6 separate regions of the Mus musculus genome follow, and all the other regions are linked to region 2. Evidence: chromatin contacts called from public HiChIP or PLAC-seq and promoter capture Hi-C data. All regions are on one chromosome and are shown on one strand. Each heading gives the region's core, a stretch centred on a gene start, on an enhancer-like site or on the middle of the called end of the contact. The rest is flanking DNA. Distances are from core to core; before and after follow the strand shown. Region 1 holds the start of 4930480K23Rik (RIKEN cDNA 4930480K23 gene). Region 2 holds the start of Pdlim2 (PDZ and LIM domain 2). Region 3 holds the start of Hr (lysine demethylase and nuclear receptor corepressor). Region 4 holds the start of R3hcc1 (R3H domain and coiled-coil containing 1). Region 5 holds the start of Polr3d (polymerase (RNA) III (DNA directed) polypeptide D). Region 6 holds the start of Bmp1 (bone morphogenetic protein 1).

Evidence for each region. Promoter capture Hi-C pulls out the DNA fragments that hold promoters and counts their contacts. HiChIP or PLAC-seq counts read pairs in DNA pulled down with a chosen protein or histone mark. Capture Hi-C pulls out chosen DNA fragments and counts their contacts.
Region 1: a promoter capture Hi-C map of second pharyngeal arch cranial neural crest shows a contact between it and region 2. The contact joins the promoter of 4930480K23Rik here to the promoter of Pdlim2 in region 2. A contact is called at or near these places in 9 of 39 promoter capture datasets (the 3T3-L1 cell line, the C10 cell line, the HPC-7 cell line and 5 more), 1 of 15 datasets of contacts at CTCF or cohesin (large pre-B cells), 5 of 484 Hi-C or Micro-C datasets (B cells, the N1E-115 cell line and pro-B cells), 9 of 115 datasets of contacts at active chromatin or transcription factors (bone marrow-derived macrophages, craniofacial prominence, embryonic midbrain and 6 more) and 5 of 9 other capture datasets (adipose tissue, embryonic stem cells, liver and 2 more).
Region 3: an H3K4me3 HiChIP or PLAC-seq map of embryonic stem cells shows a contact between it and region 2, with 11 read pairs. The contact joins the promoter of Hr here to the promoter of Pdlim2 in region 2. A contact is called at or near these places in 7 of 39 promoter capture datasets (cranial neural crest, embryonic stem cells, liver and 2 more), 3 of 484 Hi-C or Micro-C datasets (embryonic stem cells, epidermal suprabasal cells and muscle stem cells), 5 of 115 datasets of contacts at active chromatin or transcription factors (the 230-238 cell line, T-cell acute lymphoblastic leukemia, embryonic limb bud and 2 more) and 2 of 9 other capture datasets (liver and pancreatic islet).
Region 4: a contact with region 2 is called in a promoter capture Hi-C map of pre-B cells. The contact joins the promoter of R3hcc1 here to the promoter of Pdlim2 in region 2. A contact is called at or near these places in 4 of 39 promoter capture datasets (cranial neural crest, liver, pre-B cells and 1 more), 1 of 15 datasets of contacts at CTCF or cohesin (large pre-B cells) and 1 of 9 other capture datasets (liver).
Region 5: a contact with region 2 is called in a promoter capture Hi-C map of adipose tissue. The contact joins the promoter of Polr3d here to the promoter of Pdlim2 in region 2. A contact is called at or near these places in 16 of 39 promoter capture datasets (the 3T3-L1 cell line, 3T3-L1-derived adipocytes, the C10 cell line and 11 more), 12 of 115 datasets of contacts at active chromatin or transcription factors (cardiomyocytes, craniofacial prominence, embryonic basal ganglia and 9 more) and 3 of 9 other capture datasets (adipose tissue, liver and pancreatic islet).
Region 6: a contact with region 2 is called in an H3K4me3 HiChIP or PLAC-seq map of intestinal villus epithelium, with 6 read pairs. The contact joins the promoter of Bmp1 here to the promoter of Pdlim2 in region 2. A contact is called at or near these places in 6 of 39 promoter capture datasets (3T3-L1-derived adipocytes, cranial neural crest, embryonic stem cells and 2 more), 5 of 115 datasets of contacts at active chromatin or transcription factors (embryonic stem cells, forebrain, intestinal villus epithelium and 1 more) and 1 of 9 other capture datasets (liver).

The regions. Positions count from the first base shown.
Region 1 is chr14:69,731,001-69,734,276 of GRCm38.p6, forward strand. It overlaps 4930480K23Rik (RIKEN cDNA 4930480K23 gene), which reads left to right and starts at 1,834. Exons shown (of 3, transcript NR_130157.1): 1 at 1,834-2,668. It overlaps Chmp7 (charged multivesicular body protein 7), which reads right to left and starts at 1,570. Exons shown (of 10, transcript NM_134078.4): 1 at 1,191-1,570. The coding sequence starts at 1,489.
Region 2 is chr14:70,175,038-70,178,193 of GRCm38.p6, forward strand. It overlaps Pdlim2 (PDZ and LIM domain 2), which reads right to left and starts at 1,778. Exons shown (of 10, transcript NM_001253736.1): 1 at 1,642-1,778; 2 at 176-270. The coding sequence starts at 268.
Region 3 is chr14:70,552,606-70,555,893 of GRCm38.p6, forward strand. Hr (lysine demethylase and nuclear receptor corepressor) reads left to right here and starts at 1,629. Exons shown (of 19, transcript NM_001379479.1): 1 at 1,629-2,502.
Region 4 is chr14:69,705,228-69,708,902 of GRCm38.p6, forward strand. R3hcc1 (R3H domain and coiled-coil containing 1) reads right to left here and starts at 2,357. Exons shown (of 8, transcript NM_001146012.2): 1 at 2,279-2,357; 2 at 1,827-1,954; 3 at 1,320-1,457; 4 at 1-651. The coding sequence starts at 1,936.
Region 5 is chr14:70,441,336-70,444,846 of GRCm38.p6, forward strand. Polr3d (polymerase (RNA) III (DNA directed) polypeptide D) reads right to left here and starts at 2,136. Exons shown (of 9, transcript NM_025945.3): 1 at 1,998-2,136; 2 at 1,616-1,785; 3 at 1,017-1,060; 4 at 1-120. The coding sequence starts at 1,780. Mir320 (microRNA 320) reads left to right here and starts at 2,175; the gene lies at 2,175-2,256.
Region 6 is chr14:70,518,619-70,522,105 of GRCm38.p6, forward strand. Bmp1 (bone morphogenetic protein 1) reads right to left here and starts at 1,642. Exons shown (of 20, transcript NM_009755.3): 1 at 1,251-1,642. The coding sequence starts at 1,419. Sftpc (surfactant associated protein C) reads right to left here. Exons shown (of 6, transcript NM_011359.2): 4 at 3,187-3,297; 5 at 2,699-2,854; 6 at 2,323-2,497. The coding sequence ends at 2,708.

The sequences.
Region 1 (3,276 bases), core at 584-3,083, 440 kb before region 2:
GGCCCTTGAGCAACGCTGTAGATGTATGGATATCAAATTTGGACAAGTACCAGGATGTTTCAAGGATCAGGAGCCAGAGGAGGTCAAGGTGTTAAAGGTCTCTGGATTTGGACAGGCTCCACGACTGTCCTGTATCAGGAGGCCCATTTTGGTTTTGTCCCTTGCTGACTTAACTGTTTTCCACCTTGGGCATCTGGTAAAACATTTTTCAAAGGACAGTTTCTCAGAGGAGAATTTCAGGACGGTTTCTTAGGTCAAGGTCGGGCAATGAAAGGTACTGGGAACAGAAGTCAAGAAGGGCGACCATTTAATGAGAAAGCATTATCCTAAAACAAACGCAGACCCTTGGCTTTCTCTTTGTTCATAGAAAGAGACACGGTGCTGGGCTGAGCTGGGCTGGGCATAACATGTACAGTGTGAAATACAAATGATTTCGAATTCAAAGGAAGGATCCAGCCCTGGGGTTACTCTAGCTGTGTAACCTGGAATAGGTTAATCTCTCTGAGACTGTTTATTTTTAATAAAGATAACTGCATTATCTTGCCCTGGACTATTAAAAAAGCCAGAGAGTGGAGTTTGACAGTATCTGAAACCATGAAGTACCAGTCATCTATCAGATATGCCACCTCTTCAAGCACAACCTGAACACTGTATCTATCACACACATTTATCACATAAAGCTCTTTCAGAGGCCCCCAGCTACACAGTTAAACTCTCCTCTCTGGTCTAAATAATCTCCGTCCCGGACATACCAGGAAAGGCTACTTGTACGACCTGTACCAGAGTTCTCTTGTCAAGATGTCTAGAATCCCATGAGTACTCTCTCCTTAGCTCTGTTCTCTCTTAGTTCAAAGTACCCACCGCAGAGATCTGCTGTAAAAGTAATTCAAGTCTGGAGGTCCTGTGGAAATAACTGCATAACAGGATCCCAGTTCAAGTGTCCCGCTGACACCTCTGCAAAGATGGGTCTCTTCTGGACCATTCTGCCTATCCCCAGTCACTCCAACCATCCCAGCCCCTCTTTCTCTCTGAGTCCAGACATCCATCCGTGGAGCAGCCTCCTCGTCCCCCTCCTCCTCCTCCACCCACTGAACAAACCCTGGACGCGGAGTCTGGGCTGTCAAGGGGCAGGTCTGATGTCAGCCCTGGGGAGCCGCCCCCCGCCTGGCCCTCTCGGCCTCGGTCCTCACCGCAGCAGGTCCTGCAGCACCGTAGCCAGCCCCAGCGGGACACTGCCCTTGCGCTGGAAGGCCTCCTGCAAGTCCCGCAGTCGCAGGCGCACCACCCCTTGGCGGCGGCTGTGGCTCAGCACCAACGGAGCCCAGAAGCCCATCTTGCTGTCCCAGTCGGTGCTGTTCACCTCGCGACTCCTCTTAAAGGCGGAGAACAGAAAAGACATGCGCTCCTCATCCTCCTCCCACTCGGGCGGCAGGAGGCCCGCCGGGTCTCCCCCGGTCGGGGCCTGGGCCTCCCGCTCCGGGGACCACATCGGAACCCCAGCCCCGCCAAGGAACCGAACACAAGCCTGGCCCGGGTCCCCTTCCGCCCCAGGTCCCTCTCGGCTTCCGTCGTTCCTTCACGCCCTCCTCCTCAGCCATCACGTCACCACCGCCGCCTGTGCGATAAAAGTCCCGCAAGTCTTCAGGGCGCAGGCGTGGCGCGGCATTCATTTGGCCGGGAGGGAGGGAGGAGGGCGTTCTCGCCCGAGAGAGGCAGAACGCAGGCGCCGGACCTTCTCTCCGTGGCCTTTGTGCGACGGGAAGGCTTTTGCGCGTGCGCCACAACCATAGAGTTTGGCGAGGCGTACTAGAGGGGCTACCTATTGCACCTCCCGGGTGGTTCGGGCTTAAGGTTAGCCAGGCTGAGGCTATGGGAGCTGCAGGTGGATACACAACCTTGGATCTGGTGTAGCTCTCCTTAGCCCAGAGACTTTTAAGTTAAACAAACGCCCAAGATACCTTTCTTTCACTAGAATATCAGCCGATTAACAAAAATGGTCCCAAAGCTCCGTGACACTGGACCCATTTTTAGGGCTAGAGATAGTCTTCTTAATCACTTTCTTCCCGCTCTTTAGCTCTGGGATGTCCTTTTTCTCCTGAAAATTCATATTCTGCCAGGTCCTTTAAAAAAAAAAATCGTTCCAACTCTCATCTGAAGCTCCGGCTGCCTTGGCTGCCAGTTTAGCATTTGTCTCTGACCTTTCTGCTTCCTCGAAGGAGAGGGCAGACAGCGATGCAAGTGTCTTGCAATGACAGCGCTACTGCAGAAAATACTTTATGGACTGAGAGGTACTTAAACCTTACCCTCTAGTTACTTTTCCGTCTTGAAGAGTCTTACAAAATTTGTTCAGTGTTGAGAATAAATTGTGGTGGTGGTAGTTATAGCCGGACCGTTCAAAAAGAGACTAGGACGAGCTGTTTTTTAATTTGAAATTTGCACAGACCCGGCCGAGGGCACGCACTCACTACAAGTCTAGAGAGACTGCCCCGACCGTTAAAGACAGGTTTATAAAGGGGAAAACTACTGGTTCCATACTTCCATTAACGTGGTCGCTGTTGGCAAGCATGACAGGATATGAACTTTTAACAAAAATGAGGTATAGCACCATGGCTTCTCTGCTTGATCGAGGAGCAGAAAACCTTCAGGTTACAGAAGCAGGACGATGCAGGTTAGTAATAGTTCCCATAAATACCGTGTATTTATGTTTTGCTTACTTGTGTGCAACTGCACCGCGTACGTCCAATGCCCACAGAGACCAGAAGAGGGTGTTGGATCCCCTGGAATTGTAGAATTGTAGTTTTAGTTGAGCTCTGCCCTGCAGACGACGGTAACTACAGATCCAGCCTGGAAATATGCTGATTTTTAAAAGACTTATCAAGCAAGCAAACAAACAATCTAAAAGGTGAAAGGAACTGTTGGTGTAAACGTTAAAAATTAAAGCGAAAGTTTGTTTCGACTTAGGAAAAAGTAATTTCTGTTAAATAGTCGCCTTTATAAACTGGTATTTCCAGTTTGAGGGAAATGTGATGAGTTTCGGGCTTCAGAGTAGTTGAAACAGTGTTAAGGTGAATTTTCATGAGCATTGAGTTTCATTGAATTTTAATAAGCATTTTGAAGGAGGAAATGGAGTGTTTAGTTATATGATGTGTGTACTAATTGCTATCTATGTGCTATATTCCTCAAAGTGTGTTCAAAATATCTCACTTAGCGGCCTTTTTTCAAATACTTTCGCTATAGTTCTCATAGTTTGTAAGGTAGCCTTTCCCACTTTACCTG
Region 2 (3,156 bases), core at 528-3,027:
ATGGCCCTCCTAAAGGAGCCCTCACATACTCATGCCACAAAGCACAACTGTTCCCCTGGCCAACATTGCCCCAGAAGACTCCAGGCTCCAGAACAAATTGGGGAAAGTACCCGTGGGGAACAAGACCCCCTTTCAGGGGGTAGCTAGCTCCTTATCTCCTAAAAACAGCCCTTACCTTGGTCACAATGATGGGTGTGTGGAAATCTCTGCCCCCGCTAATTCGGAAGCCCCAAGGTGCTGGTCCTGCCACATCCACAGTCAACGCCATGCCTGAGGAAGAGAAGACTGGGAGGTGGGGCCCACTTCCACAGTACACCCCAAAGCAAAGGGAGAAGACGGTGGCTGGTCTCAGAGCAGCCCAGCAGGGCCTGGGCCTGGCGGGTGGTGACAGAGGAAGTGACTAAGTCCCTCCCTCTTCTAAGAGTTTCACTTCCCCCCACCCTGGGAGGCCTTGAAGACTCTGAGTTCCCCCTTCTAGGGTCTTCAGACTAGTAGATCCCCTAAGACAGGCAGCAGTCCCACTGACAAGAGGTCAGACTTCCATACAAGTGCTTGGTGGAGAACTGTGGGAAGGAATTAGCAGGTGGTAGGAGTGAACGCACCCCGCACCCCTTCACTACCTGTTTCCTGTTCCCTAAACGAAGAGCACAAAATACTTTCTACACTCTGTATAGAGTATACAGGAGGACAGCAAGCCTCAGGATAGCCCCACCAGACAGCAAGAAGTTAGCAGAGGCTGGGGCTGGCAGGTGTCAGACTAAGGTCTTCAGAGGGGCTACCTGGCTCCCTGCCTGACCCCAACAGCTGGGTTCAGATGAACAAGAGGAAGCTTGCTACCTCCTCTAGGGGCCTGCTGCACCCTAGTGAGCAGCCTGAGAAAGGAGGCCAAGGCTCATCTGCCAAGGGAAGCACACCCACACCCACAGCCACCCTGGTACTGGCCAGCAGGGCAAGTTCATGATGCTGCCAGTTTGGCCACAAACTTCTCATCCACAGCCCCCGCTGACCCACAAGGGAGTGTCCTTGTGGACCAGGCCCTCCTAGGATTTCCTGAGCCTCTAGATCTGGAGCCAGGAGCCAACCCAGGCAGGAAGCTGCAATGCCAGCCTGGGCACCACCCAGCCCAGCACCCATCCTCAGGCTGTCCCTGGGGAGATATGGGTCAGCAAGTATGTCCAATATCTCAAGAACATCAAGGCCTGGGGGGAGGGGGAGGCTGTCCAGGCCAGCAGTCCGACTGTCTTGTCCCCCAGGCAACTGGCTTTGCCTTTCACCCAGGCCCAGCCACGGTGTCCCAGGCTGATCACAGAAAGACTGAAAACGCCCTGAGATTCTCAGACCTTTGAGCCGACCAGTGGACTCAGTGAACTGCCTAGCTGTCAGTCTGGCTGTCCCCAGTACCAGTTCTCAAGCTTGCTTCCCAACAAGTCCAAAATACCCCGGGGCGGAGGGGGTTGGGGGTGGGACTGGGACTGGGACTAGAGGACGAGTGTCTGGGTCAGGGGAGAACCCAAGCCAAGGGGTATCCAGGTCGAAGAGAAGTTTCAGGGAAAAGGGGCTTTGGGCCGAGGGTAGGGTCCGGTGAGGAGGAGATCGCCGAGGGCGGTGGCCCGCGGAGGGTGCAGGTGGGCGCGCGCTCACCTGGCTGCCGCTTGCCTGTCGGGCTGGGCGGTCAGGCCAGCCAGGAAAGGGAAGGAGGGAGGGAAGAACGGAGGGAGTAAGGACGAGGAGCCGCCGCCGTTCCACCGCAGCCGTCTGTCCGACTCTAGGGAGAGCTCGCCCGGGGCTCCCAGACCTGCCTCCGCCCATGTGATCCCGGGGCCGCCCCTGCCGCCGCCCCTGGCCCGGGAAGCCGCCTCCTCTGCGCTGCCGAGCCGGGGCGCCGCCACCTGGCCCGCGCCTTGTGGGGGAGCTGGAAGTGGGCGAGCGAGAAGAGCAGACCCTCCTGAAAACCGCCTCTAGACTGAGACCCTTCCGAGGTGTCCACATCCTCCGGACTGTCCCTAAGCACAGGGGGTCGGTTCAAATGACAAACCATCCCCACGGTGCGCAGTATACAGAGACTGCGTCCCACCCCACAATAGGAAAGGATCCCTCGATGTCGCGGTCCCCAGACCTCTGTCAGACAACCGCTGGCTTGATGGACCTGTCTGTGGTCCATCCGATTCTTCTGCCCACTCCTGGCTCCGATGTTGGAGCAGATACAGTCCCGATACCCACACATCTCAAGCCTGGGCCACACCTCCACCCTCCTATCTCTTCCCAGACAGATGCCCCTGGCTTTGTACTGCCAGCGCAGTGACTTAGCCCCAGATACCCCCGCAAGCCTGCCCTGAGCAGGGAGACATGCCCAGACCCAGAGGAGATAGAGAGCACTTGGCAGGGTCATCAGGCACCTCCTCTCCCACCATTCTGCCTGGCATGGGCCAGCTCTAAGCACTACGGAGGACCCTGTCTGCCCAATTCCTATGCCAGACTCCATGACTCAGGGCAACGGTGTGGAGGTGGGGAGAGCAGGTGTAGGCCCAGGAAGGAGGAGCCATCTGACCAGAGGGTCCCCCAGAGCTATACCTGGCAACTCTTGCCCTGGGGAGTTGAGAGCCCACGCAGCTGCCTCCTGCCTCTTCAGTTGCTCTTACAACTTGGCACAGCGTAGAGCACACCTGTGGACCCAGCTGTAACCTGCCTGCCTCGGGTGTGAGTCATTCTCTCCGAGTTCCCCAAGAGAATTGCCCTCGCCACCCTCACCATCCTCCTCACCTACGACGCGCATCGGTGTGGCTCAGAGTCTCTGCACTTCCCAGCCAGCCAGGTTGCCTCCCTGGCCCCACCTCCCACAGTCTCTCCTTGGGCAGGTAAATGGCTCTACCACAGACTAATTCCAGGGGCCTCCAAGAGGGGCCCCTTGTCTGCTGCACCTGCTCTCCCTCCGCAGCTAGTTTGGAAGCCTTTTATGTTTGTTTGGTTTGGTGCTGGGGATTGAAGACAGGGCCCCAGATCTGTACGTATTCTCCCTTTTAAGCTCTACCCTCAGTTCCCTGAAAACCTCTTGAGCAGCCCTCGGGTAGGGCAGGCACTGCCTGGGGTTCACACTGTCCGATCCTCGAGTGTCATGGCTTCCTTTAACTGTGTGTGTGGTGTTGCGTGGTGTGCTGT
Region 3 (3,288 bases), core at 379-2,878, 380 kb after region 2:
GCTGCAAGGACTCTGGCCTGTGGCATAGGCTCTAAGGCAAGGATGGGGAACGTGGTGGAGTGAGGGCAGTACTTCTCCTCACCTTCATCTCCACTAACCCCTAAGCATTCCAGAAGACTGTCCTGAGAGCTCTGGTCTAGCCCAGGCAATATAATCTGACAGGCAGATATGGCGACTGGAGGTGCGGGGGTGGGTATCTGTTCAGCTCCCCTGACACAGTCCCTATCACCTTAGGGGAAGACAGCCACAAGCCCCCAGGACTCAGGACAGCCCCGGGTTCCACTCTGGCCACTACCAGGCCTCAAGCCACAAGACTCTCCCACAAGCCTCTGCTAAGGTAGGCCAGGGAACTTAGATGGGGACCACAGGCACGTGCCACCCCACCACCCTGCCCTGGAGCCAGGAGCCAGAGGTCAGGCTAGACCCCCTGCTGCTCCAGTCCCTGTTAGACCCTCCTCATTCCGCTCCCTCAGCAAACTAAGGTCAGGTCACCTCCAAAGGAGTGGATAAGAAAAGGAGTATGAAAACCCCAGCCATGTAAACAACCCCTGCCAGCCTGCCCACCACAGACTTGGTCTCTGTGAAGGAGAGGAGCAAGGAGGATCTGTATCAACAAGGCCCAAGTCGGAGCAGGCAGCTAGGATGGAAGGACAGACCTCCTCCCCCAAGTACCTATCCTGGTCTTAACAATTGGTGAAAAGCTCCTTGCCTTCACTCCTGTCCCTTAAGTGAAAGACATTGGGCTCTTCATGATACCCCTCAACTTCAGAGATGGTGGAGGGACTTGGGACCAGGCTGTGGCCACCCAAATCCATTCCTTCCACAGCAGTGGGGGGTGGGAGTGAGAGTAAGTGGTGTTGCTTCTGTTTCAGCCTGGGCTCGGAGGCAGGGGAGTAGAGGGGCAGAAGGTGGGTGCTTTTAGAGAAGGGAAGCACCCGTTGGGCGTGTGGGTTTCTGTGTGTGTCTGAATCTGTCTGTCTGTTTGTGTGTGTGCTCTGGAACCACCCCCGCAGAAGAGCAGGGATGCTTCCTCGGGTGGAGGGTGCCCTGTTTGCCCATTTCCTCTCCTACTCAATGTTCCCTCCCAGGAGCCACTCCCATGGGCTCCTCTCCAGGCTGGGCCTGAGAGCACCAAGAACATTGAAGATGGGGCAGCCCAGCAGGCAACCCCAAGTGGAGCTTGCAATGCTTGTGTGCTTCTGGTCCCTTCACCTCTCTGGACACTTGGTAGAAATCAAGGCGCTTAGACCAGGGAACAGACCAGATATCAGGTCAGGCCCTCCCAGATTCCAAAGCATAGTGCTTTGTAACATTGTGCCCAGAGAGGGATGCTGGGTAGGGTCTTGGGCCCCGACACTATGAAGAGTGGCTTAGCCAGGTGATGATGAAGAATGAGGTAGGGAAGACACCAGCCATTGGGGTGTGCCCAGAGCTGAAAAGGACAGGGAGAGAGTGGTCCAGCAGGCACGGGCCTGCTGGCGTGGGTCGCAGCACCCATCACTGACCCGTGAGAACCCGACTGCCCCTGCCAGCTCTGGCACTGACCCCTCCCTGCCGCCCCGCCCTAGCACCCCGGGGGGCACCCCGCCTCATCCTGGCCTGGTCCGGCCCCTCCCGCCCTTTGCTCCAGTTCCCGGGCTTGGCACCTATAGTGGGGGTGCTGCCCGCCTGCCAGGCTCCGGGCCGGGCCCACGGGAGGGTGGGGCGGCTGGGAAGCTGGCACACTGCCCCAGGGGAGCCTCTCTCGGCAGGCGCCCGGGTGCCGCGGGGGGGAGGGGGGAACAAAGGGCTCATTCTCCCCGTGCGCAGCCGGTGGCATCGCCGGGGCGTTGGCGGAAGCCCCCGGGGCTCAGAAGGGGGCAGGCCCAGGCGGGGCCGCCGAATCACGGGCTCCTGTTTCCCGCAGGGTGCTGGAGGAGGAAACCGGCGGAGCAGCTTCCCCACTCTCAGTTGCGCGTCTGGCGATGGCGATCAGAGGTCCTGCTGCGCTCTCCGCTGCGCTCTCCCTCCATTAGCCGCGCTACGCGGTGCTGCGCCCTCGCTGGTGCCTCGCTCCTGGCTCACAGGATCGGCCCCCCACTTCCAGGCACGACCCCCTTCCCCGGCCCCTCGGCCTTTCCCCCCACTCAGCCATCTCCGACCCGGGGCGCGCGTTCCCCCCGGCCCGGATCCTTCTCTCCCTCCGGGGACACCCGCTCCCTAGCCCCGGCTCGACCCTCCCCAAAGCGCAGCACGGAGTCTCGGCGTCCCATGGCGCAACCCACAGCCTTGGCCCAGAAGCTGGTGCGGCCCATCCGCGCCGTGTGCCGCATCCTGCAAATTCCGGAGTCCGACCCCTCCAACCTGCGGCCCTAGAGCGCCCCCGACGCCCGGGGGGAAAGAGAGCGCGAGAGCGCTGAGCAGAAAGCGGGAGAACGCCCCGAAGCCGGCCCATGGGGAGCGAGTACCCAGCACCGGCTAGCACGACCGCCGCCCACACCGCGCCCGGCCTGTGAAGCCCAGGTAAGCGCCAAGAGGGAGCGCGTTCTGGGCTAATTGTAATGGGGGAGTTTATGAGCTGATCCCAAGGTGCAGGCAGGGAGTGAAGTGCCGGTGTCACTCTGAACTGAACCTTACATCTTAACATGGAAAAGTTAGGATGCCCAACTAAGGGGGCTGGACTGAATGCAAGCTGCAGCTCCAAAAATTCTTGGCGCCTCCGCCAAGGCTCACGTACATCCATCCCTCTTGGAGTTTCCTCTGTCCGGCCATGGGGACTACTTCAGGAGACTACAGCTGATCTGGTGCCACCTGTCATCCTGGTCCCTAGCAAGCGTGTTCAATTTTCCCTCGCTTGCGTCTCTCTGGGGCCCAGCCTGCTTTCCCCGCCTCCTTCCCTCCCCCCTCCGGGCTTCAGTTAGCAGCGGTGCCCTGGCACTGCCGTCGGGCTTGGGCAGCTCGACCCACCCTAGTCTGAAACCTCTTAATCCCTTCTCACATGCTGACTCCCATTGGGAGCAGAGATCCTAGCCCCCAGTAGTTGTCCCGGTACTCTTTGAAGATGCCAAGAAACTAGAGCCCATGAAGGGCAGATTCAGACAGCCCAGGGGTAGGGAGACACCAGCCAGCAGCCCTGGCTAGCTGCCCTGCCCAGTGACTCGAGCCTGTCGGGTCTGAACATCCCAGTCTTGCAAGCCTAGTGGGGGCTGAAGATGGGAGCGGGCAAGCAGCACCCCAAAAACCACAGACTGGCGTTTAGAAAGAATCCTCTGAGTTCCTCTTTTACATCCGGGTACACTGAAACCCAGA
Region 4 (3,675 bases), core at 1,107-3,606, 470 kb before region 2:
CTCTCTCCCTCCGAATCCACCTTCCCTTCCTGCGCATCAGTCTTCTCTTCCTCCTCATCGACCCGCTCTTTCTGCTTGCCTGTGTCCTCTTCCTTCTCGTCCACCTTCTCTTCCTCCTCTCCCTCTATCTCCTCCTCCTCTTGGTCCACCAGGCTCCGCATCCCATGACTCCTATTTTCCTCCTCCATGGCCAGTTGTGCGCCGGACCCCTGCTGCACAGCTGTCTCAGCCCCTTGTTCCTTTTCAGGATTCTCAGAGGGCTCCGTGTCACCCAACCCCATCTGTGGCTCATTTGCATGGCCTGGGTCGGGGCTCTTCAGGAGCTCTTGAGTCACCAACATGGCAATTCCCTGATCAGCCTCAGCGTCCCCAGCACCAGCCTCTCTAGGCTCTTCTTCTGACACTGCACCAGCTGGGTCCTCTCCCTTGATGCCTGGGATGGAGGCTGCCACCGGTCCACCTTGCCTGCGTAGCACCCGGGGCACATACAGAGGCTGATCCGGCTTCCGTCCACGATGCCAGCGTCCTGCTGGAGCACCTCGGGGACCAGCAGCTGCTCCCTGATGTGAGGTATACCGAGGACCACGGTACTTGCTGGGATGGGAGGCAGGAGGGCGGCAGGGACCAGAGGGGCCATCTGAACTGGGTACTCTGGAGCAGGAACAGGAGTTTCAGGGCATGTTTGGGTCTACAGCAAAATAGCCTACTGGGGCCACCTATCATTCAGGCATGACACTGACAAGTCAGCATTAAGCAAAAGTCACAACCAAAATGACCCTAAAAACAATCTCTTACAAAGGCACAGTGGCAAAGGCAAGTGCCATCCCTGACACACCCAAAGGAGCTCCCCGGTGACTACTACAATCAAATCAGTGGGTGCTGAATCTTGGGTTTCACGATAAACAAGGATAATAATTGCATTTAGGAGCTGTTATTAGAACCAGAGTCACAGTAATAAGATATCCATCCTATGAGATGCACATGGCAATAAGGATGGCTATAGGCCAACACGTTCATGCCCTGTACCAAGGTCTCTCTGGAGAACGCGCTCACAAAGACGACAGGGGTGTAGACCCACCCTTACTAGCCCAACTGCTTGTGTGCACTATATTTTCTTTGGCCCAACACGAACAGCTGAACAGCCAAGTCAGTTGCATCCCTGATGAAGCAAAAGGCAACTGTGACTGTGGCCCTGGCTCCTACCAAACTCTACCCTCCTTGGCTAGCCAGCTAGTCCAATCATCACACACACACACACACACTCACACACACACACACACAGCTGCTGAGAACCCTCCAAAGCAGTAGGACAAACTCACCTGATGTCCAGGTGACAAATGACTGTCCTCCTCTTCCAGCCCTCCCCAACAGAGAAGCTGCTCAAAAGATCAAAATTCTCCGCCGTTCGATGGATCAGGTACCGCAGGCGGCTGGAGACTGGGGGAAAAAGTAGGACCCTGCAAAGGAACCAAATGGAAATAATAAGCTTGAGACCGCGGGTTCACCCCACACCCAATTCCCACCCAGGCCGCTCCCAGGTTTATGGTGGCTTTAACACCAGGCTCACTGTGCCCAAGCAGGTCCCTGCCTAATTGCAAAGTAGATCATCAAAGGGAGCTACAGTTCCCATCATCTAGAAGAAAGTGAGCACTTCTGCCTGAGTGGGGTGATGCTGCGATACAAAGGAAAGGTGTGGCTGGGCAAGTTGGCAGAGGCTAAAGGCAGGGCCTTTCTGGTGGACCAGCCAGTTACCTGGGCACAGAACCTGGGAGAGGGGCAAACCATGCCTATCCTGGCATTAAAAGCCACTCCCTCGTTCCCCGTACTTGGATAGCTGCTTCTGCAGCAGGAAACGATCGAGCTCCTCTTGGACCCGGTGGACAAAGTCATTTTCGGCCGAGGAGAGGAAGACACCGTCCAAGCAGAGAAGGGCCAGGGTGACAGATGGCAGAGCCTGTAGGAGCGGTGGCCAAGGCCGGGATCAGAATATGGGCCCAGAGGCCGCCCACAGCCCTAAGTGTCCCTGCAGCAAGGACTTTGGAGACTTTCGCAGCCCTGGCCACTGTGGAGCGGGATGGGAGGCGCGTGAGTGTGGAGCCGAGTGCGCTCACGTCCAGAGCCAGGCTGGATTCCCTGCTCCCAGCACCGCCTCGTCTCGCCGCGTGTTACCCGGGCTTTTCAGTTCTGGGGCGCAGCCCACTGAAACCGTCCCACAACACGCAGTCGTCCTTCCCTTTCGCGATCCCAGGAGGAAACACCCAACACCCTCAACACTCACCGCGGCAGCTCGGAAAGTTGCCGCCGCGCTCAGGGTCCCCAAGAGCCTGAGCGTCCCCTTCTTCCCAGCGGAATTAGCGCCATCGTGAGGCCGGGAGGAGATATTGCACGTGCCGCAGAGGGGCGTGTTCTTGTAAAGAGCTGGGGCAGGGCCAGAGCTGCTCTAACCCAAACGCATAGGGCTTCCCTCAAAGAAGCAACTAAGCAATTATTCTCTTGGGAAAATAGAGACCCAAAAAGGTGATATGACTTGTCTAGAGTTACACAAGTCAAAAGTGGCTCTGATTCCAAAGTCAGATAGTACTTTTATCTTCTAGAACCAATTGAGTTCTGCCAACACGAGGGAACAGCTACTAGATGCTAAATAGTGATGACATTATATATTTCTAATTTTAGGTTCCTTTGACCTGGTACCTAATGGAGGAAGAAAGAGGTAAGAGCGGGAGGCTGGAGCTGGGGAGATGATTTAGGAATTAAGAAGGGGAACCTCTCTCTGGTTTCAGGTCCCAGTAACATCAGCACTCGGACACAAACTTGGTGCACATACAAACAAGTAAATAAATCTTTTTTTATGGGGCTGAAAAATTGACTGGGCTGTTAATAATATTGCTCCTGAGGCAACCTAAGCTCAGATCCCAGCACCCACAGGGTGGCTTAGAACCATCAGTAACACCAATTCCAAGGGATCCAACAGCCTTTTCTGAACTCCTTGAGCAAACAGATGGTGCATATATATACAAGCAGACAAGACAATCCTACACCTCTGTAAACGTTTCTAAACACTGTATCCAGAATCTGTCCCCTATATCATCTCAGTGAGAGACCTGCAAAGGTCTCTTGTCACACAGAGACCCAAGTTGGGCCAAAGTGGGCCACTAGGTCCAGTAGCCACTAATACGCTGACTAGAGTTGAGTATCAAAACCTAGATCTAGTGTGCTTGCCAAACCAATGCTTATAGATATGCTATGACTAAGACTCAACACCTTTCGAGTATTGACACGGTGATCAGAAGTCCGGCACAGAAGCAGAAAACACAATAAGGCTAGGTGAGCTCAGTGAGAGAAGCTGGCGTCTTCTAAAATTTTACCCCAAATAGGAGGCATGATTGAAAGATTAAGGACTGATCCAAGCTACACGGGGTTGCACTCAGCTCCTTGGCTCCTGCTGGAGTGGGGGTCAGGAAAGAAGGCAGGAAAAGTTCCAGGACCTAACCATGTGACACCAAGGAATTGTATACCATGGTAAAAGGGTCAGATCACCACGAAGATATAGAAGTTCCAAGACTGAAAGCACCGAACAGAAGGCTCACAAAACATACAGTGGAAGCTCTTACAACAAAAACAAAGAAAGAAACAGGGTGGGGGGGAGGGAGGAAACAGAAAGAAAAACAAGTTAGC
Region 5 (3,511 bases), core at 886-3,385, 270 kb after region 2:
TCGAAGATAGAATGGGACTGGATCACTTCCGGGCGGCCACGTCCCCGTCCGTGACCCTCACGCTGGCGGTCCCTGTCCCGTTCACGCTTTTCCTTCTTCATAGTCACTTCTTCTTTTGGCCTGGGAATGAGGACAGACAAAAGGGTCTGCCTCAGGAAATGGAGCCTCCTCGCTTGCCCCTTTCAGCCCGCTGAGCAGAGCTTGTGAGCCAGTAAGTACACTACGAGAATCGGCACCCAACCCTTCGCTATACCTTTGACATCTCCCATAAAGCACGGCCTTTAATTTCCTTCTACTTTACCGTCTTGTCAAAATGTGGGCCTTTTGTTTTGTTTGTTGGTTTTTTAACCCTCTAAAAGTAGAAAGGCTGGAGAGCAGAGGACCTTAAGGCAAAGTTGGAGAGTTCAGCCCCACCTCGGCAGAAACAGAAGGTAGCTGAAACTATAAGAGATGGAGCCTACTGGGTGGTTACCCAGCTCCTAAAGGAGAATAGAAACTCAGCCCTTTCCTCTCCTTAATTTCTTTCTTCCCTTGGGTATTCCGACTGCATTCATTGCCATACCATGAACCCAAAAGCAAGAACCACCTGATTGATCGTGGACTAAAATCTCCAAAACAAAATGTCCCTCTCTGTAAGCCAATTATCTCAGCTATTTATTACAGAAAAAAAACAAAACAAAACAAAAACCAAAAAGACCCTCTAATGCAAAGTGCCCTGGAGCTAAGCGTGGAGGTGTACATCTTAATCCCAGCACTCAGGACACAGGTCTGAGAGGCAAGCACATCTCTGGGAGTTCTAGGCCAGCAACCTACATAAGTGAGTTCCAGGACATGCAAGGCCATGTAGCGAGGCACTGTCTCAAAAAGAAACATGCCCCTATATAACCCAGGATTGAAGGATGAGAACCACTGGTGAATAAGCTAATAGCGTAAGTTAAAATCTCTAGGCCACACAACCTAATTACGTCCCCAAATTCAGAGCTAACCGGGGTGAGTACTGTTCATTCATTACTTACTCTTCTTTGATCTTCCGACTGATGATATTTGGGGTGAAGGTTTTCTGAAAAGTAAAACACAGTACTGTATTTTCGATGTGCTCAACTGACCAACAGTCCTGGGATGGCTTAGAGAGACAGGTAGACTATCACCAGTAGCCCCCAAGGCAAAGCTAAAATGCTTTATCCTGTGTTTGCTATTCCTTTTCAGAGCTACTCGGTACAGTTACATCTACTGTTACACACATAACAGGAGGGGACAAAGAGCAGTTACCGGCATGCCTAAGATTCATCACTTACTAGATTATTAGTTTTCAATACTGACATCCACAGAGTTATGAACACTCGAAATTGCAAGTAAAGCAATTTTGTCTGGCTTTCAAGGGATTTTGTAAGGAGCCCAGAACATAATAAGCACTTCCGGATGTCTTGAATCAACTAGATTCACTGTCTTTTAATTGCCTAGGAGACCCTGTCAGTGTCCTGTACCAGCACCTAGGTTTGCAGGTCTCTCTAAAGGCTGACATCCCACCAGGGGCCCAAGGCAGCACATGAATGAACATCACGAGTCGCCTCCCTACGGCCTGGGTGGGTTTCTATACAAACGCGCTCGCAGGTACCTTCTTGACTCCGCCAAGGGTGAGGTCCCGGGAGCGGATGGAGGGAAGGCGACCGGGCGTAAGCGGGGGTGCGGGCCGCCGGCCGATCAGCCCCCGGCCCCCAGAGAGAAGGGGTCGCGGCCCTCCAGGATTGCTGGGCTCGCCCGCCGCGTTTCCTTCCGACATGGTTCCTAGAAGAAAGTAGGCAACAAAGTGACTCCAAGGGCTGGACGCGAGGACCCTGGGCGGAACCGCACCCACGTGGCCTCCCGCCCCCCGCCCGTGCGTCGCTCTCGCTGCAGCTCAGCTCCTCCCCGTCCCACGTGGCGAGGCTTCCCGGAGCGCCCCACCCCTAGCTTTGGACTCCGTCACCTGCCCTTTCCCTGGGGACTTCGTGACGCACCTGCGTGGAGGCTCTGCGCCGAGTATCACAACCTCACCTCCGACTAGAGCAACCACGGGCCGCGGGTCTCCGGGCAAGGCGGAAGTCTGCGTGGCAAGGACCGGGCGCTGCCATCTTACCCTGGGGCGGAAGTGACATCAAGGGGGCGTGACCTGACCATAGTATTTATCCGACGGTGCCTCGCCGCCCTCCGCCTTCTCTTCCCGGTTCTTCCCGGAGTCGGGAAAAGCTGGGTTGAGAGGGCGAAAAAGGATGTGGGAGGTGGACTGTAAGCTGTGCCGGGGTGTGACTCGTGGGGGCGTGTCTCGGCCCCTGGCAGGGAGTAGAGGTGCGGTCCTCGGGGTCGGAGGTGGAGGGGCTCCAAGGTCGCCTACCTGCTGTATGTGGAGTCCACACTGCGCAGCCTCTGGGAGCAGTGGGGTCGCCGCTCGGGATGGGGCTCCGGACATAGGGAGCTTAGAGCCCTCAGGCCGTGGCTGGCTGCAGCCTCCCTGCGTTGACCTTGGCGTGGTCATTGCACCTTCGGGCTCGACCCTTTGCTCGCGTGCGCCTTCCCTTGCCGGTCCCTGGGGTCTTGGGGTGTCACCCTTAACGCAGTTTGGACAGAGCAGCCAATAGCTCTTCTCATCTACCTGGGCCCATGACTGCTTAGTCAAATCTGGGAAGCCTTTGGAACTGAAGTTTGCTCTTCAACTGGAAGGGTTTTTGTTTTTTGATTTTTGGTTGGGAGGTGTGGGTATTTTTAAGACAACCCTGCTCTGTAACCCTATCTAGTCTGGAACTTAAGTAGACCAGGCTGGCCTCGAATTTGCAGCAGTCCAGTCTCTTCACTCATCCCTCAGTTGTAGGGATTACAGATGTACACCACCAATCCCAGCTGAAAAATTTTTTTATTGTAATGTGTGGTTGCAATCTAATCTGGGGGGGGGGGAGTCATTTAATGTTACACTACAGCGACCCCAATACAAATAAAAAGGTTATGTAATTCTAGGGAAGGAACCTATTTCTGCTGGAATTCCATAGGCTGCTAGCATTAAAATATTTTTGATGTACTGTAATATTGTGCCACACAATAGTGTATTCTTTGTCGGAGACAAATGACCAATGGGAGGATATATATGTGCATATTTATATGTATATATCGTAACTTGTTTCCTTAATGGGGCACTTACTTTAAATAGGTATGTTGTTAGAAATAGCTAGTGTACATTTGATACATCCAACTTTTTTGCTTTCTTGTAGATTATATCCCTAGGAAAGAGTTTCAGAAAATGTACATATTAAAAGTATACTTTGCTGGGCAGTGGTGGCACACGCCTTTAATCCCAGCACTTGGGAGGCAGAGGCAGGTGGATTTCTGAGTTTGAGGCCAGCCTGGTCTACAGAATGAGTTCCAGGACAGCCAGGGCTACACAGAGAAACCCTGTCTCGAAAAACCAAAATAAATAAATAAAATGAAAATAGTAAATAAGTAAACTTCATTTTGATGTCATACATATGCAGTTATTTAAAAA
Region 6 (3,487 bases), core at 392-2,891, 340 kb after region 2:
CCTGTCCTGTAAAATGGTCCCTATCCTACCTAAGGGTGGATGGAGCAAGGAGAGTCCCTGATTAGGTCCTCTGTGCTCAAGATTGTAGCTGCCTGTCCCAAAACTTTGTGTCCATTTCTTGTGTCCCAATCCCTGGCTCTAGCTCTTCGCAGACAGGCTGAAGTCAGAAGCGGGAAGTCGAGGAAAAGTTGTGATAACTTGTCCCCAGTGTATTCCAGACAGCCTGCTTGGGAACATCAATTAGGCCAATGGCCTGAGTGTGTCTGGTCATCTGGTCACTCCAAGGGAATCACAGCAGGAGAGTCCTCATGAACAAAGATCACACACACACACACACACACACACACACACACACACACACACACACACACTAGAAGCCCTGACTTGACTAATTAGCCTCAGGTGTCTGTAGGGCGAGAGAGCTGATGTAGAATATCTGAGACCTCTTTGTGAGACTCATTTGCTAACCTAACTGAGCTCTGGCAAAGCTCTCCTGGCACACAAAGGCACAGGTAAGTCCCCCTGTGCCCCCCAAGCCCCCACCCCTGCCGCCAATTTCTCTGACTTTGACAGCTGTCTCTTGAGTGTTCAGAGAGCTCCTGCTGCTGGCTAGATTCATAGGATTGCCTATGAAGAAGTATTCCATAGAACCTCCTGAAAAACTTTCTCCTTCCACTGGGCTGAGAAGCCGGGAAAATCTATCCCTTTGGAGCTGCAGGCCTTCTTTCTGGGCATCAAACCAGACAGATGTGCTGTGCGGCACTATGGCAAACAGACAAGCAGGCAAACACCAGTATTCCACAAAGCAGGAGGGATAGGGGAGAAGGGACACGGACGGACGGACGGACGGACACACACACACACACACACACACACACACACACACACACAGTTTGGCCAGTAAAGTTTCCCGGTGGAGAAAAAGCCTCCTTGCCAGCGGGATTCGCTGGGACCGAGGGAGGTTTCCCCAGGATTCCTCTGTGAAGGCGAACGGCAGCCGCAGCAGTTTCCACAAACAGCAGCAAAACTTCAGTCCTAAAAGTCCCCCAAACTTCCCCCTCCCTTTCTCCCTCGGTCTTTTGTTCCCCCACTGCATTGCCAACCAAGCAGCTCCCAGCTTCCCACACTGGACTGTCCTCCCCCAACCCCAACTACAACCCCAACCCCAACCCCTGCCCGGCCGGGAGCCTCGATCCCAGCCTGCCCACGCCCGGCTTCCGTGCGCCCTGGGGGAGCCGGGGGTCGCTCACCCGCCTTGCAAGGGTCTTTGTAGTTGAGGAGCTCCGGGGCGTCCTCCTCGCCCAGGTCGTAGGTGTAGTCGGCCAAGTCCAGCGGCCGGCCGGCGCGCGGGAGCAGCAGCAGCAGCAGTAGCAGCGGCAGCGACAGCAGCGGCAGCGGCGGGCGGGCCACGCCGGGCATGCTGGCGGGCGGCGGTGGCGGTGGCGGTCGCGCCCGGACGCGGGAGCGGGGCGACGGGGAAGGGAGCGCTGAAGGCGAAGGGGAGGCGCTCTCCCCCCGAGGCCACCTCTTCCCGTCCCGTTTCCTGTCTCCCGCCCCCCGCTCGGCCCGGCTCTCTCCGGCCCTGGGCTCCGGCGTCCCCTCGCCCTCCTCTCGGTCGCTCCCTTTCTTTTCTCGCCGCCCTCCCACTCCCCACCCCACCCCCCCTTTTAGGGAAATGAGCTCGCTGGAGGGCGGGTTTTCGCCCAGCTCAGCCCCCCTCGGGGCCGGGACCGTGCTCGGCCGGGCCGGGAAGCACGCCAGCCGGGCGGGGAGGACGAGAGTAGCACCGCCCGCCCCGGAGGGGAATCCGCTGCCTGGGACTGGGGCAGGGGCCGGGGAGGGGGCGCGGGCCAGGGATGCCCGGAGGCACCGCTCCGCGAGGGGCCCCCTACAGGCCGCTGTCCTGTACCAGGCGGAGTGCCTCCGGGCACGGGACACGCTGTCAGGTCCGTTCCTTCCTCTTAGACACTGGATCAGCGATCGATCGTTCTCTCCCAGAGACTCCAGAGTCTGTCTGTCTTAGATCTCGGCTCTCTCGCTTCTCACTGTCTCTCTGTCTAGCTGTCTCCCTGCCTGTCTCTGTCGCTGTCCTTCCTTGTGGACACACCGCTGGAGGGCGCCTAACACCCGTGTATGGCACCCAGGTCCCGTCCTCTGTCCCTGCCTTTTGCTCTGTTCCCCATTACCTGGGGTAGGACCAAACCTCCATCACTCTTAGAAAGGACGTGGCAAAGCGCCCCAACTCTCCAAACCCTCTCCTTCCTAGGACGGCTTCTGCTAGAAGCCGAGCTGAGAAAATGTGAAAGAAAAGAAGCGCCACTCTTTGTTTTCCAATCAGGCTGCTTTATTCTTTTGTGATAGGATCCCCCTGGCCCGTAGGAGAGACACCTTTCCTTTACAGACTTCCACCGGTTTCTGGGCAGGAGCAGCTTCCTGCTTGTCTGACAAAGACCCTTTGCGGAGGGTCTTTCCTGTCCCGCTGCGGTTTCTACCGACCCTGTGAAGCAAAGAACTAATGCTTATGGGGACTGAAGAAGCCACCCGCTTGGGTCCAGTGTGGGATGTGTCTGGGAACCCTCCATCCTCCGAGCTCCCGAGACCACTGACTTTAAGAGATACCTAGTAGGTCCCCTGACAAAGCAGGCAGCCCAAGCCCTGCCAGTGTTGCCCAGGCACCCTGAAAGGTACTGTTGCTCACCTGTGGATGCTAGATATAGTAGAGTGGTAGCTCTCCACACAGGGTGCTCACAGCAAGGCCTAGGAAAGCCAGGTCTCTCCCGGAAGAATCGGACTCGGAACCAGTATCATGCCCTTCCTCCTGGCCCAGCTTAGAGGTGGGTGTGGAGGGCTTGGCCTGGAAAGAACACCTACTTTCAATGTCACCTGCTTTATTTAGTGTGGGACACTAAGTTGGTAATTCTCGAGGATCAGTTTCCTCACAAATTCAGAGAGGGACTGGGTTGGATGTAGAAGCCCATAGGTCATGTCTAAGCTCAGCCAAGGCCAACAACTTAGCAGGGCCACCTGAGAGCTGGTAGGGATGGCAGGACACAGGTCCATGGAGAGAGGAGAACATGTCTGATCCAGAAACATCAATACTACACAGGGTACGCTAGTCATCCTTTCACATGTCCCTCTACTCAACCCTCAGAGGGAGACTGCTCCCTCCCTCCCTAACATACCCACCTGGAAGTTCTGGAGTTTTCTAGCGAAAGCCTCAAGACTAGGGATGCTCTCTGGAGCCATCTTCATGATGTAGCAGTAGGTTCCTGGAGCTGGCTTATAGGCCGTCAGGAGCTAGGTATAAAACCCTGGAGGTCATTCACAAGGTCCCCTTGCCTTGCTTCCTCCCCAACCCTAGTTCTCAGCCAACCAACTTCCTTTAGATTGTCTTCAGAGGGTGGAGGGGCGCACTTGCGTCAGTGGTTCGAGCATCTGAGGTGAGGTAGCCAGGCACAGAATGGGGAGAGACCTCTAGAAATGCTAC